Linked DNA regions of Mus musculus: regions 2, 3 and 4 are each linked to region 1. A link is a contact called in public ChIA-PET, HiCAR-type and promoter capture Hi-C data. All regions are on one chromosome and are shown on one strand. Each heading gives the region's core, a stretch centred on a gene start, on an enhancer-like site or on the middle of the called end of the contact. The rest is flanking DNA. Distances are from core to core; before and after follow the strand shown. Region 1 holds the start of Ndufa12 (NADH:ubiquinone oxidoreductase subunit A12). Region 2 holds the start of Snrpf (small nuclear ribonucleoprotein polypeptide F). Region 3 holds the start of Amdhd1 (amidohydrolase domain containing 1). Region 4 overlaps Plxnc1 (plexin C1).

Region 1 (2,700 bases), core at 100-2,599:
CAAACGGGGAAGGATATAGAAGGGGCTTCAAAACTATTGGCAGTATGTCAAGCATCAAGGTTTTGCGGTTAGCCACCCCAAACCTACCAGTTAGAAGTGTGCATTTTCACATGAATGTATAATACAGACAGAGGTGGTCAGGGACAACCTATCTCCATTCAGTCAGAACAGGGGTCTGGCAGAAATCATGGGTTTAAATCTCTGTAGTCACTGAGTATTAGTGGCTGTTAGCTGGGACTTGCAGTGGGACAGAATCTGGGCATGGCCAGAGTCTCTCTGTTCTGCTCCTTACTGCCTACTGGCTGTGTTCTAAGGGAAAGAGCTGGAGGCCAATTTGCCTTCTATCCTGCTATCAGAAGTCTCCTGTGACTCCCCTGCATTCTAGTCATCAAAAAACATACATATTGTGAGGAATATGTAAAGACACACAGGGCTTGGAAACAATATGCAAATAACGCAAAATATTTTTAAAATGAAATTAAGAATATTAGCTGCTCTTGCCAAGGACCTGGGTTTGATCTTAGCCTACCTTGCAAGCGTGAGAAAAGAAGTTACAGCTCAGAGCCCATGTAGAAAATTCGGGTATGGTGGCACCTTTGTAGACTCAGTTCCAGGGATGTGGAGGCAGGTGTATTCCCGAGGTTCGCAATCTGGCCAGCCTTGTCGACTTGACACTTAACTATTTTTAATCTTTAATTTTATTAATCCTAGTTTCTTCTTTCTTTTCTTTTCTTTTTCTTTTTTATGGCTAGGGGTTTGCCAGTATTGTTTATTTATTTTATTATTTTGTAAAGCACTAACTCTGTGATGAAGTCTACCTAGTGTCTGTGCTTACACCTTGCAACAATAAAATAACAAATCCTTCAGGTATTTTACTTAATCTTATTCTTTGCAATTCTTCATCACTCATCTACCAGCATACCGACGCTTAATGAATTCAAAATCATACGCACTCTGTATTAAATGTACAATACCGCTGTGGGGTCAGTAATGCATTTCTTAGCTTCTAGTGCTATAAGGAATTTTTGGAATGTGCGTCATCGTTGTCTGGAGGAAGAAACTTATTTCGACAGGAGAAACTCCCATCTGGGAAAGCTTTGCTTGGCGTACTTCTCCCCGCAGGGTCGCTTTCTGGGTACAGCCTCCGAAAACATTAATTTCACCTTTAGGAAGACACCAACCTGTACTGTAAAACCCCAGATAATCCTCCCTGCGCGACCTCCAGCTCTGCGCCTGCGTAGAACGACCTCCGCGGCCGGTTGACGAGCAGGAACCTCCAAACGGTGGCGCCTTGAGTATCTCGTCTTCCGCCCGGCGGGTTTTACCCGAACACGGAAGGGGCGGACCATGCAGATGAGAATGGAGCTGGTGGAGGTCCTGAAGCGCGGCGTGCAGCAGGTCACCGGCCACGGCGGCCTGCGGGGCCTCCTACGGGTTTTCTTCAGGTAGGAGGCCAGGGCTAGACCCTGGGTCTCTGGGGACGCACCTCCGCTGGCTGCTTTCCTGGAAAGGAGCTCAGATTAGATCACTTTGGAGGTCCAGGGATCCGGTCAAGGACAAGTTCAGTCCCAAGAGTTGAGTTCCTTGGACTGAGACGTCTCTGGGCCCTACTCAGCCCCTAGTGGCGGAGCTGTGACGCAGGTGCTAGGGTAGCCGGGATGCTCCGGGCTCGAGTCCTGGGGTGTAATGAGGCTTAGCATAGCAACCCCTCTACCCCTCACGGTGACCTTGGGCAAGTTTTCCTCTGCACTGTGTACAGTAAGAAGTTGAAGGTGGCGATCATGCTAGTCCCGATTAGCCCCATAAATCGCAGCAAATCCGGAGGACCAGTGAATAATCCAGGGGACACTCGTAATACGAAGATGATGAAGTACTTTGACTGCCTGAAGGTTTTGCTAACTTAGTGTCTCAGGGTGCACGTATCTACATACGTGGACCGTAGCTGGAAAGTAGTGTTTTATATGCAATCTAAGCACATCAGTTGTTTGGTTGATTACCCCCCCCACACACACACACCTGTCTGCATGCTGCTGGGACAACACAGGAGACTCCAGAGCTCTTTGCCAGAAAGTTAATTCGTGAGCGTTGAGTGGCAAGAGCCTTCGGCTGAAGGCTAGAGGTGTACAAGCAGCGAGCATCCCCCGTAGCATCTCGTTCTTGTGTCGATGCAGAAACAGTCGGTGGTACGGTCTGTTTCTGGGTTTGTCTTGAACAGTGTGAATCATTCTGAGATGCCTTTTTTTTCCTCTGTGTACTTCTTAAAGGGCAAATGATATAAGGATTGGTACACTGGTGGGAGAAGACAAATATGGAAATAAATACTACGAAGACAACAAGCAATTTTTTGGTGAGTGCAGTATTTTCTTTTTCTTTTATTTTTTTAAGATTTATTTTATTATTATATGTAAGTACACTGTAGCTGTCTTCAGACACCCCTGAAGAGGGTGTCAGATCTTGTTACAAATGGTTGTGAGCCACCATGTGGTTGCTGGGGTTTGAACTCAGGACCTCTGGAAGAGCAGTCGGTGCTCTTAACCGCTGAGCCATCTCTCCAGCCCAGTATTTATAGATTTTGTGTGTGTGTGTGTGTGTGTGTGTGTGTGTGTGTGTGTGTGTGTGTGTGTATAAATGGATGGGGTTAGGATTCAGAGTCTAGTTTTGACATCATGCATGAACAGATACTAAGTGACTTGGAACGGA
Region 2 (2,700 bases), core at 148-2,647, 610 kb before region 1:
GGGTGTCTGAGAGAAATTTAAGTACCCATTTAGCCAACTTCATAGTCCACTGACAGAAACGAAAATATGAATTATGCAATTAAATGTCGAATGACAGATGGGAGTGGGGCAAGTGTGTAACACAATGACAGGGCACTGCCCTAGGATACTTAGGTCACTAGTTCCATTTTGAGCACTGCCGAATGGACAAAAGCCCCAAATACCTACATTATCCAAGCTCTAAAGGAATCAAAATAAAGGTACAGGGTGGTCTCTGCAGACATTAAAAAAAAAAAAAAAGCTCAATATCGTCAGTGAGAGGGCCTCTTAATGCTAAATCAAGAAGTATTATTCCCTTTAAATTCATAACCACCCCCATACTCCATTCCACTCACACACCATCCCAAAGAATCTTGGAGAGCACAGGGTCTAAATGAGTAGCCAATTTACGCTGCCTATAATTTATCATCCACAAACCACTTATCAAGTCATGTACTATTGTGACTTAAAAGAATGCTCCAATGGTCTCTAACTGCACTTGACAGAGCCTCATATTTCCTAGGAGGCGTTAAGGTCCCAGGCTGTATTTTAAAACCATCATTCTTGCAAGCAGCGGTCAATTCTTGTCAATTCCAACTGGTCAAACCTACTTTCTACTTGGAACTCGCGCAAGAAATACTCTTCCACCTGCTCTGTGACCTGGATGTCTGGTTATTTGACACCTTCTGGAGAAGAGCGCTCCTCCACTGCGTTATAACTAGGCAGTGCACCTCTCAGAGCATCCTATCAGCTCCCTGCTTAACAATCACCGCTACTTGTAATTGCTTATTTTGTTGTTATTATTTGACGGCTGCCTACCTCCCACTCCTAAGAAAACGCAGAGTCTACCTTACCACCCCATCTTCCTGGCGCCTAAGATCAGTATTAAATGAGTGGAAGGGTAGCCGGGGTTTTCTGCGCCAGAGGACAATCTGCTAAAATTGTCAACAGCAAGGAATAAATGGCGCACTGCGGAGCGTGCTAGGTAGAAATGGAAAACTCGCTTCGGTTTACCCCTACCCTGTGAGCCCAAACTAGGCTACACCTCAGGCTCCGGGACAAACAACACGCGGAAAGGTGGCTGGGGATCTCGGGGAGGGGAAGGGCTTCCGCGCGCGCGCCGCCAAGGCCTCCGACGTCGGGAGCAGGAGCGAGCGGCCAGCCGCGCGGCGCCTCGTGGGGATGAATGGGAGGCGCAGGGGGCGGCGGGCCCCGCGAGGCCGCCCGTCCTCCAGCCCCCGCGGCGCTCATCGTCCTTACCATCGCGACCACCGGCGAGCGCTGCACCCCGCTAGCCGCCGACTCCGCCGCTGCCCGCCCCTCGTGACCGGAGCGGCTGCCGCTACAACCAAGCGACCCGCGCTAAGAGAAATGGCCGACAAAAGCGGCCTGACCTTTCACCTCACGCCGCGTTGTCTCGGCTTCTGTGATTGGCCACCAAAGACGTGTTTACTGATTGGAGGGGATGGCGGTACTGTTTCCTAGCAACCAGGTAAGCGTGTGTTTGTGTCCACTGCTCAAGTTCGAAGTGGGAACGATTGAGCGACCCCAATGTCTTTGCTTCGGGACAAGGGGAAGCTAAGTGCCCTGGCGAACGGACTTGGTTTCTTTAGCTAAAGAAGGTTTAGTCTGTCCTTCAGCTGAAAGAACGAGATCGGGTTCTGGAGGTCATCCTCCCATAGATCCAGCACTTGGGGAACACCTCTGGCACGGCCCCCCTTTTATGGGACTGTTCTTTATTACAGAATGTCCGTCCACTTGCGGGTTTTTAAAGGAAGCTGGGGTAGCAAGACTACGTGAGTGCTAGTGAAAAGCACTCAAGTGGGGCTTTACAACAGTTGAAACCAGGTCAAGTTAAGTCTCGGATAATGTGGTGGCCTCTTGTCGTTCTGATGTCTAAGCATTCCCAGAACCAGAGGCCAAAGGAGGTCCGTTTACGTGTGTTTGTGAATAGGATGTGGGGAATTATTGACGCTACCACAGGTTAATCGCTCTGATGGAAAGTTATCGATCAGAACCCCGTTTAATTTCCCCATAATCTCAACATTTCAGTATCGCTTCACCTGTGATATGAAACCCGTGTAAAAAGAGTACTTTTTTCTTTTTCGGGAGATCTAACCCTATATGAACCTGAACGGTTTTTTGTTTGTTTGTTTGTTTTGTTTTTTTGGCATGGATTCCCCAAATAACTCGAGATTCGAGATTGGCCCAGGCCTAAGCCTAAAGACTGTCGTTTATATTATTAAAGTATGCCAACACATTCTGGGGGTGTTGGCTCAATGGAGAAGAGCGCTTTTCGCACGTGAAAAGACCTGGGTTCGAATCCCATCCCCACATGGTGGTGACTCACAACCATCCAAAGTTTCATGTGCCGGGGACCCATCTCTCTCTTTTGACTTCTGTGGGTGCCAGGCCCTCCCGCGGTGCACATGCGCACATGCAGACAAAACATGATAAAGAAAATTTTAAAAATGATGCTGCTAATCTCAGATACATTTTGATCAGACCGAAATCTTAGCTCGGATTTTTTTCCCATGGTAATGGAAGAATAATTACTGTTCCTGACACTCAAATATGCTCTACTTATTCAGTCAGCATTGACAAATTTATAAATCTTAAACTCACAATCCTGGGGATACCTAGTCCAACTTCTAATTTAATACTGTAGGTGATGAAATACTG
Region 3 (2,700 bases), core at 167-2,666, 660 kb before region 1:
ACCACACAGCTGTCCACCTTCTAAGAATGTGGGCTGTCATTCAGTGGTGGGTTTTGGAGTCATGTTTGAACAAAGTGCACATCCAGTAACATAATTACTCAAGGAAGCTAGAAACCACCTTCCAAAGGTGTTAGGAGTTTTGGCCCTTTAGAAACTATTAACATGGAATAGTGAGGCTTTACTGTTTACTACTAAGTGGGAAAAAGAATAAACTACAAAATAATACACATTCATTCCTTCTCTTTAAAAGGTGTGAGTGTTGACACATTTTTATTTACTTTAGAAAACAACCCCAAAGCAAAGCGCCTGTGTGTTAACCTTAGTTCCCTGATGCAGGGCTTGAGTGATTTTGCGGGTCAGCCGTAGGTTTGTTTGTTTTACGACATGGTCTCACTTGGCTGCCCTGGAATTACGTAGAGCAAGCTGACTTTGAATAGTCTACCCCTGCCTCCAGAGTGCTGGTATTAAAGACATGGCCACTATGCTGGACTACATAATGCACACCACAGGTGCTTTTTGAGGGGGGAAAAAAGATGTAATGTTAGTTTTATTTAAAAGTATTTTTTTAAAGAGGGGCATGTCTTTGATCCCAGCATTCGGGAAGCAGAGATGAGTGGAACTCTGTGAGTGAATTCGAGGCCAGTCTGGTCTACAAGAGTCCAGGACAGCCAGGGCTACACAGAGAAACCCTGTCCTTTTTTCTTTTTCTTTTCTTTCTTTCTTTCTTTCTTTCTTTCTTTCTTTCTTTCTTTCTTTCTTTCTTTCTTTCTTTCTTTCTTTCTTTCTTCCTTCCTTCCTTCCTTCCTTCCTTCCTTCCTTTCCTTCCTTCCTTCCTTCCTTCCTTCCTTCCTTCCTTCCTTCCTTCTTTCCTTTCTTTTCTTTCTTTCTTTTTTTAAGTTCTTGATTGTTTTTTGAAACAGGATCTCACATGCAAACTCTACATACAGTCAAGGATGGCCTTAGACTACAGACCTCACCTTCTGCCTCTTGGGTGCTGGGACTGCACACCTGGATCAATATCCGGGATTTTAGAGCAAAAAAGAGTCTACAGACTCTTCTGGAAACAACAAAGCAAACCCACCAGCCAGTACTTTAGAAGCTATAATGGGATCAATGATCAATGATCATAATGAAAGATGCCCTGAAGGTGTTTTGTTGGAGAAAGAGCTTTCGCTCCGGAACCCCATCTCGCCTGTCCCCAGCTACTGGCTACTCACGTGCCCACCACCACGCTGGCGCCCTCCAGCACCGCCAGGCTGCGCAGCGCAGACCCGGTCAGGAAGCGCTCGCCGCGGGCACACACCAGCACCACTTGCTGTGCGTTCTCCAGCAGGAGGCGGTGGCTGCTCGTCATTGTCGCTCTAGCCGCTGGCGGGCTGCGGAGGACAGGAGAGCCTGCGAGCTGTGGCTCCCGGGCAGGGCGGGGCGGGGCTGGGCAGCGTGGGGCGGGAGCTGGCCAGCAGCCAGTGACCGGGACAGGAGCAGTGCCAACCAGAGCGCCTGGAATAAAGTTGGAATAAACTTTATTGTGGACGCCAGTCTTTTCAGGTCTCCTTTCCAGGTTTGGAGTAAAGGAGGTGATGGTTATATCACCCCCTCCCCAACCCCTAACTTCTGGATTAAAAACAAAACAAAACTGAAATTTAGCCACCACCGGAAGTGATCAAGTTGGGCGAGGTAGATGCGGTGCAGTGGCCAAGTGAAGTGTTGTTGGGAAGGGCTCACACAGAGACGTCAGTGGTGTGTGTGTGTGTGTGTGTTACAGTGACAGAAACAGAGGCAGACACAGTGGGGTGTGTGTATGCGTGTGGTGTGAGTGTGCATGGTGTGTGTGTGTGTGTGTATGTATGTATGTGTGTGTGTTAGACACAGTGACAGAAACAGAGACAAAAACACACTGTGCCCTGGGAGCTGGAACTTGAACCTAGCAAACTTGCGCTGACAGGCGACAGGGGCACGGGGCAGAGGCTCACGGTGTCCGCGTGACCCTCCTAGCCTGGCTGCGGGTGCCACGCGTGTTCGGTTGGCCAGATCGGCGCTTGGGCCTGGTAGTAAGCGGTTCCCAGGATGAAGGGAGCCTGGAGCAGGGAAGGATGAAGCTGAGACACAGAGTATCAGTTTGGTGCCTCTGTCTGCTTTGTCCCGACCGCCTTCTTGAAGGATAGGTCTCAACAGTGATCCAGACTTGTTGAGGTAAAACCAGATTTGACCCGGGTGTCTGACACTCCCCCCCTCCTCCCGAGTGTGGTGGCTTTCACACACACCACTGCACTCAAGGTTGTAGACAGACAGTATCCAGATTGTTTAAAGAACTGGCAGGCAGGATTTGTAAAGAATACATACACACACACACACACACACACACACACACACACACACACACACATACACATATACACACACACATAAATTTTTTGAGATTACAATGACATCATTTCCTGATTTCCTCTTAAACCACCCTTGTTCTCTTTCAAATTCAAGACCTTTTCTATGGTGTGTGTGTGTCCCTAAATACATAAATACAGCCCACTTGGTCTGTATAATGCTATTTGTACATATGTGGTTTTAGGGCTTCCCCCCCCCTTGGTCTTTTTTCTCTTGTTGAGATAAGTCTCACTGTGTAGCCCTGGCTGTTCTGGAGCCCTTTATGTAGATCAGGATAGCCTTTTAATTCAGATCTCTCTCTCTCTCTCTCTCTCT
Region 4 (2,700 bases), core at 10-2,509, 630 kb after region 1:
CTGTGAACAGGAGGGTTACCGACAACCCTTTGGGGCCTCCCCTAACCTCTCCGCTCACCCCTGTCTCTGCCTTTGTACTTCCTCCAAGCACAGGTCCCTCCCTTGGTCTCCTGCCACCCTCTACCTCTCCTGGTCCACTTCCTCCCTGCCTCTCTTTGCTTCTCTCCCCTCTGCTGACAACTCCCCAAGTAGCGAGTAGCCTCTTCCTGATGCGGGACAGTAGCGAGTAGCCTCTTCCTGATGCGGGACAGAGAGGGGGATGTTCAGAAGTTTCCAAGGTGGGGCAAGGGGGACCAGTACCTGACATTTCGTTCTCATACGAAACTTCCTTTATTTCATGGTTCATTATCTCACCGAGATCTGCTTTCCGTCCACCCCCTTGGGAAAGGGCCTGACCACAAACCTAAGAACCTCACTTCTGCCTTTCTTACACATGGCAGAGACACACCAAGGGCCCTTGTGTGGGGACTGGGTTGGCCACATTGGTTGACGCAGAGGCCAGCCAGGACCCCCAGGGCTGGGCAGAGGAACAGCCACTGGCTCAAGGGCTCTCTAGTTAGGATTTTCCAGCATTCCCCAAATGGAGCTGGTGACATATGGCTTCACACTGCCCCTCGGGCCCTCAGTTCTAGCCCTATCGAGTCACCTCCAGCATCTTTTAAGGATCTCCCTAAGAACTTAGGTGCCTGTCCCCTACCCTGTGCCACATAGATACCTACTCAACCTAGATTTCGGTAGCAGAGGCAGGTTGAAAAACCTTTCTAGAGACACTGACTAGCCTAGGAAACCACCAGGCCACAAGATTTCTTTGTCGTCAACTAACACAAGGAATTGTATGTCTCATCTGTTGGGGGACATGTCTTCTCTCTTTAGATGACAGACCAGAGCTGACTATCAGCTCATTCAGAGGCTGGCACCATCCTCGCTACCCTCGGACCTACAGAATCACATCTATTCTGTCTGTCTTGAGCCCCCATAGGCAAAACAGCCATAAATGTACTTACCTCTGCAGACCATTAAGGGTTAAATGAGAAAAGATAATCCAAGCTCTTGGCCTGATGTCTGATGTATAGCCAACAGCAGTGCTTAATAGATGTCAACTGTCATATCTGTCCCTACCAGGCCTTGGAGTCTGGGAAGGGAGCTCACCTGAAGGTTGCTACCTGCTTAGCATCAATGAGCAGGGCAAGAGGAGGCCCCCCAAGCCCCTTGATAACTGGAGGGATTCTTCCACTGAAAGTGAAAGTCCCGCCCAGGACTGGCTGGCTGCCACTTCCTCTTGGGCACCGTGCCGCTCTCCCCCCTCACCACCGAGTGTTCCACACACTCTTGAATCAGCACAGAGAAGAAATCTTGACCCAGAATGCTTTGCTCAAGGGGGCCGCTTGGGCTTGGAGCCCAGATTTTTCTGAACACTTCTCCCCTTTCATGCCTAAAAGCAGCTCCTGCGAGTTCCTGGTAGGGAAGAGCTGGGAGTGAATTTCAAACCAGTAGACTTACCAGTGAATGGACACCAAGCCAGAAACACACAAGCAACAAAATGATACAGTGTCCACAGTGAACACGCTAACCCGGGGGACTCAGGCAGCTGGGTGGGTTGGGGCGCTGGGGAATGGACGCAGATAGCAAGCAAGCTTACTGGTTTTAAACAAAACCTCAGGGTGCGTGTTTGCTTTCTGTTTCCTCTGAGCATTGTACACATTAGCCACAGAGTTTTTAGAGAAGAGACTGGTGGATGCCATTCTAGGGCTTTTGGCTTAGGGTCAGCTGAGGATTAAGACCTGGGAACCTGGGAGAGGGTCTAGCACCTGTGTTCAGCAGTGGCCACCCACCCAGCCTCAGGGAGGCCCAAAGGCAGCTCTCTCCAGAAATAACCACTTGACACATCCCCAGAGCAGATGATATATACCAAGTAAACAGAAAAGGAGGCAGATTTCATTAATCTTAATAAACGGCCATTGCCTTGGGAGTGGGAAAAGTCAGTTAAAAAAATTTTTTTTAAATGTTGCGTATCTACTCTTAAGATTGCATTAAACATTAAACTAGGCACAGTCTAATTTAAAGTGCTGCTTGTGGATCTCAGCTTAAGCAGCCCTGTTAAAACCTGTGGCATAGCAGTGTATCTTATTCAGGGTTTAATTAGATTTTGAAGCAAGCTGCAAATACACAATTATGCCGTTTTGCTGGAATCTGGACGGCTGGTGAAGTTAAAGATGGATAAGAACCTCCCTCCATCCCAGGGCCTCAGAGCGATGAACAAAGACCATGTTCAACAGAAACACCCTGATTTTCATTTTAATATTTTATAATAATGGCCAATATTTATGGGGTTCTTACTCAGTGCCGAGCAAATGGTGTACTCCTGCTCATCTGGGCTTCAAAACAGCCCAATGATATTCATCTTTTGTTAACTCCACAGGTAACATGCCAAGAAGCGATGGAGCCGTCTTAACTCCAGACCCAGCCCTGGGCTCCAATGCTCATAGAAAGTTTGGACTCTGAAAGATTTGAAGGTTCAATGAAATTCAACCATATGCCATAGTCACTTCAAGAAAGTGAACTCGGAGGACAGAAGGCTCTTTGGGGATTTGCTTTACTGCTGAACACCTGGGAAGAAGGGACCGTCATTAGCTGCCAGTGTGCCAGTGAGTAATGAGTATTTCCAACATGTTTTAAAGGACTCAAGAACAGTTTGTGCTC

What was found. Promoter capture Hi-C pulls out the DNA fragments that hold promoters and counts their contacts. ChIA-PET counts read pairs in DNA pulled down with a chosen protein or histone mark. HiCAR-type assays count read pairs that join an accessible place to other places.
Region 2: a contact with region 1 is called in a promoter capture Hi-C map of liver, with 4 times the contacts expected there. The contact joins the promoter of Snrpf here to the promoter of Ndufa12 in region 1. A contact is called at or near these places in 4 of 39 promoter capture datasets (the 3T3-L1 cell line, the C10 cell line, liver and 1 more) and 2 of 9 other capture datasets (adipose tissue and pancreatic islet).
Region 3: a contact with region 1 is called in an RNA polymerase II ChIA-PET map of memory CD8 T cells, with 15 read pairs. The contact joins the promoter of Amdhd1 here to the promoter of Ndufa12 in region 1. A contact is called at or near these places in 1 of 39 promoter capture datasets (the C10 cell line) and 1 of 115 datasets of contacts at active chromatin or transcription factors (memory CD8 T cells).
Region 4: a HiCAR-type map of astrocytes shows a contact between it and region 1, with 2.1 times the contacts expected there. The contact joins the enhancer-like site here to the promoter of Ndufa12 in region 1. A contact is called at or near these places in 4 of 39 promoter capture datasets (the HPC-7 cell line, hippocampal neurons, liver and 1 more), 1 of 484 Hi-C or Micro-C datasets (B cells) and 1 of 115 datasets of contacts at active chromatin or transcription factors (astrocytes).

What each region holds. Positions count from the first base shown.
Region 1 is chr10:94,197,686-94,200,385 of GRCm38.p6, forward strand. Ndufa12 (NADH:ubiquinone oxidoreductase subunit A12) reads left to right here and starts at 1,350. Exons shown (of 4, transcript NM_025551.4): 1 at 1,350-1,445; 2 at 2,265-2,347. The coding sequence starts at 1,360.
Region 2 is chr10:93,588,261-93,590,960 of GRCm38.p6, forward strand. Snrpf (small nuclear ribonucleoprotein polypeptide F) reads right to left here and starts at 1,398. Exons shown (of 4, transcript NM_027246.1): 1 at 1,279-1,398. The coding sequence starts at 1,281. 4933408J17Rik (RIKEN cDNA 4933408J17 gene) reads left to right here and starts at 1,153. Exons shown (of 4, transcript NR_045810.1): 1 at 1,153-1,510.
Region 3 is chr10:93,538,617-93,541,316 of GRCm38.p6, forward strand. It overlaps Amdhd1 (amidohydrolase domain containing 1), which reads right to left and starts at 1,417. Exons shown (of 9, transcript NM_027908.1): 1 at 1,218-1,417. The coding sequence starts at 1,354. It overlaps Ccdc38 (coiled-coil domain containing 38), which reads left to right and starts at 2,016. Exons shown (of 16, transcript NM_175488.6): 1 at 2,016-2,193.
Region 4 is chr10:94,828,287-94,830,986 of GRCm38.p6, forward strand. The region is part of intron 20 of Plxnc1 (plexin C1); the gene reads right to left. Among named protein-coding and RNA genes, the nearest start is that of Plxnc1, 120 kb to the right of the region's middle. Within about 2 kb of position 1,260, at least 232 of the 459 cell types and tissues checked have an H3K27ac peak or open chromatin away from gene starts, as enhancers often do. A contact at or near this core is called in B cells, the HPC-7 cell line, astrocytes and 2 more, where this site is marked.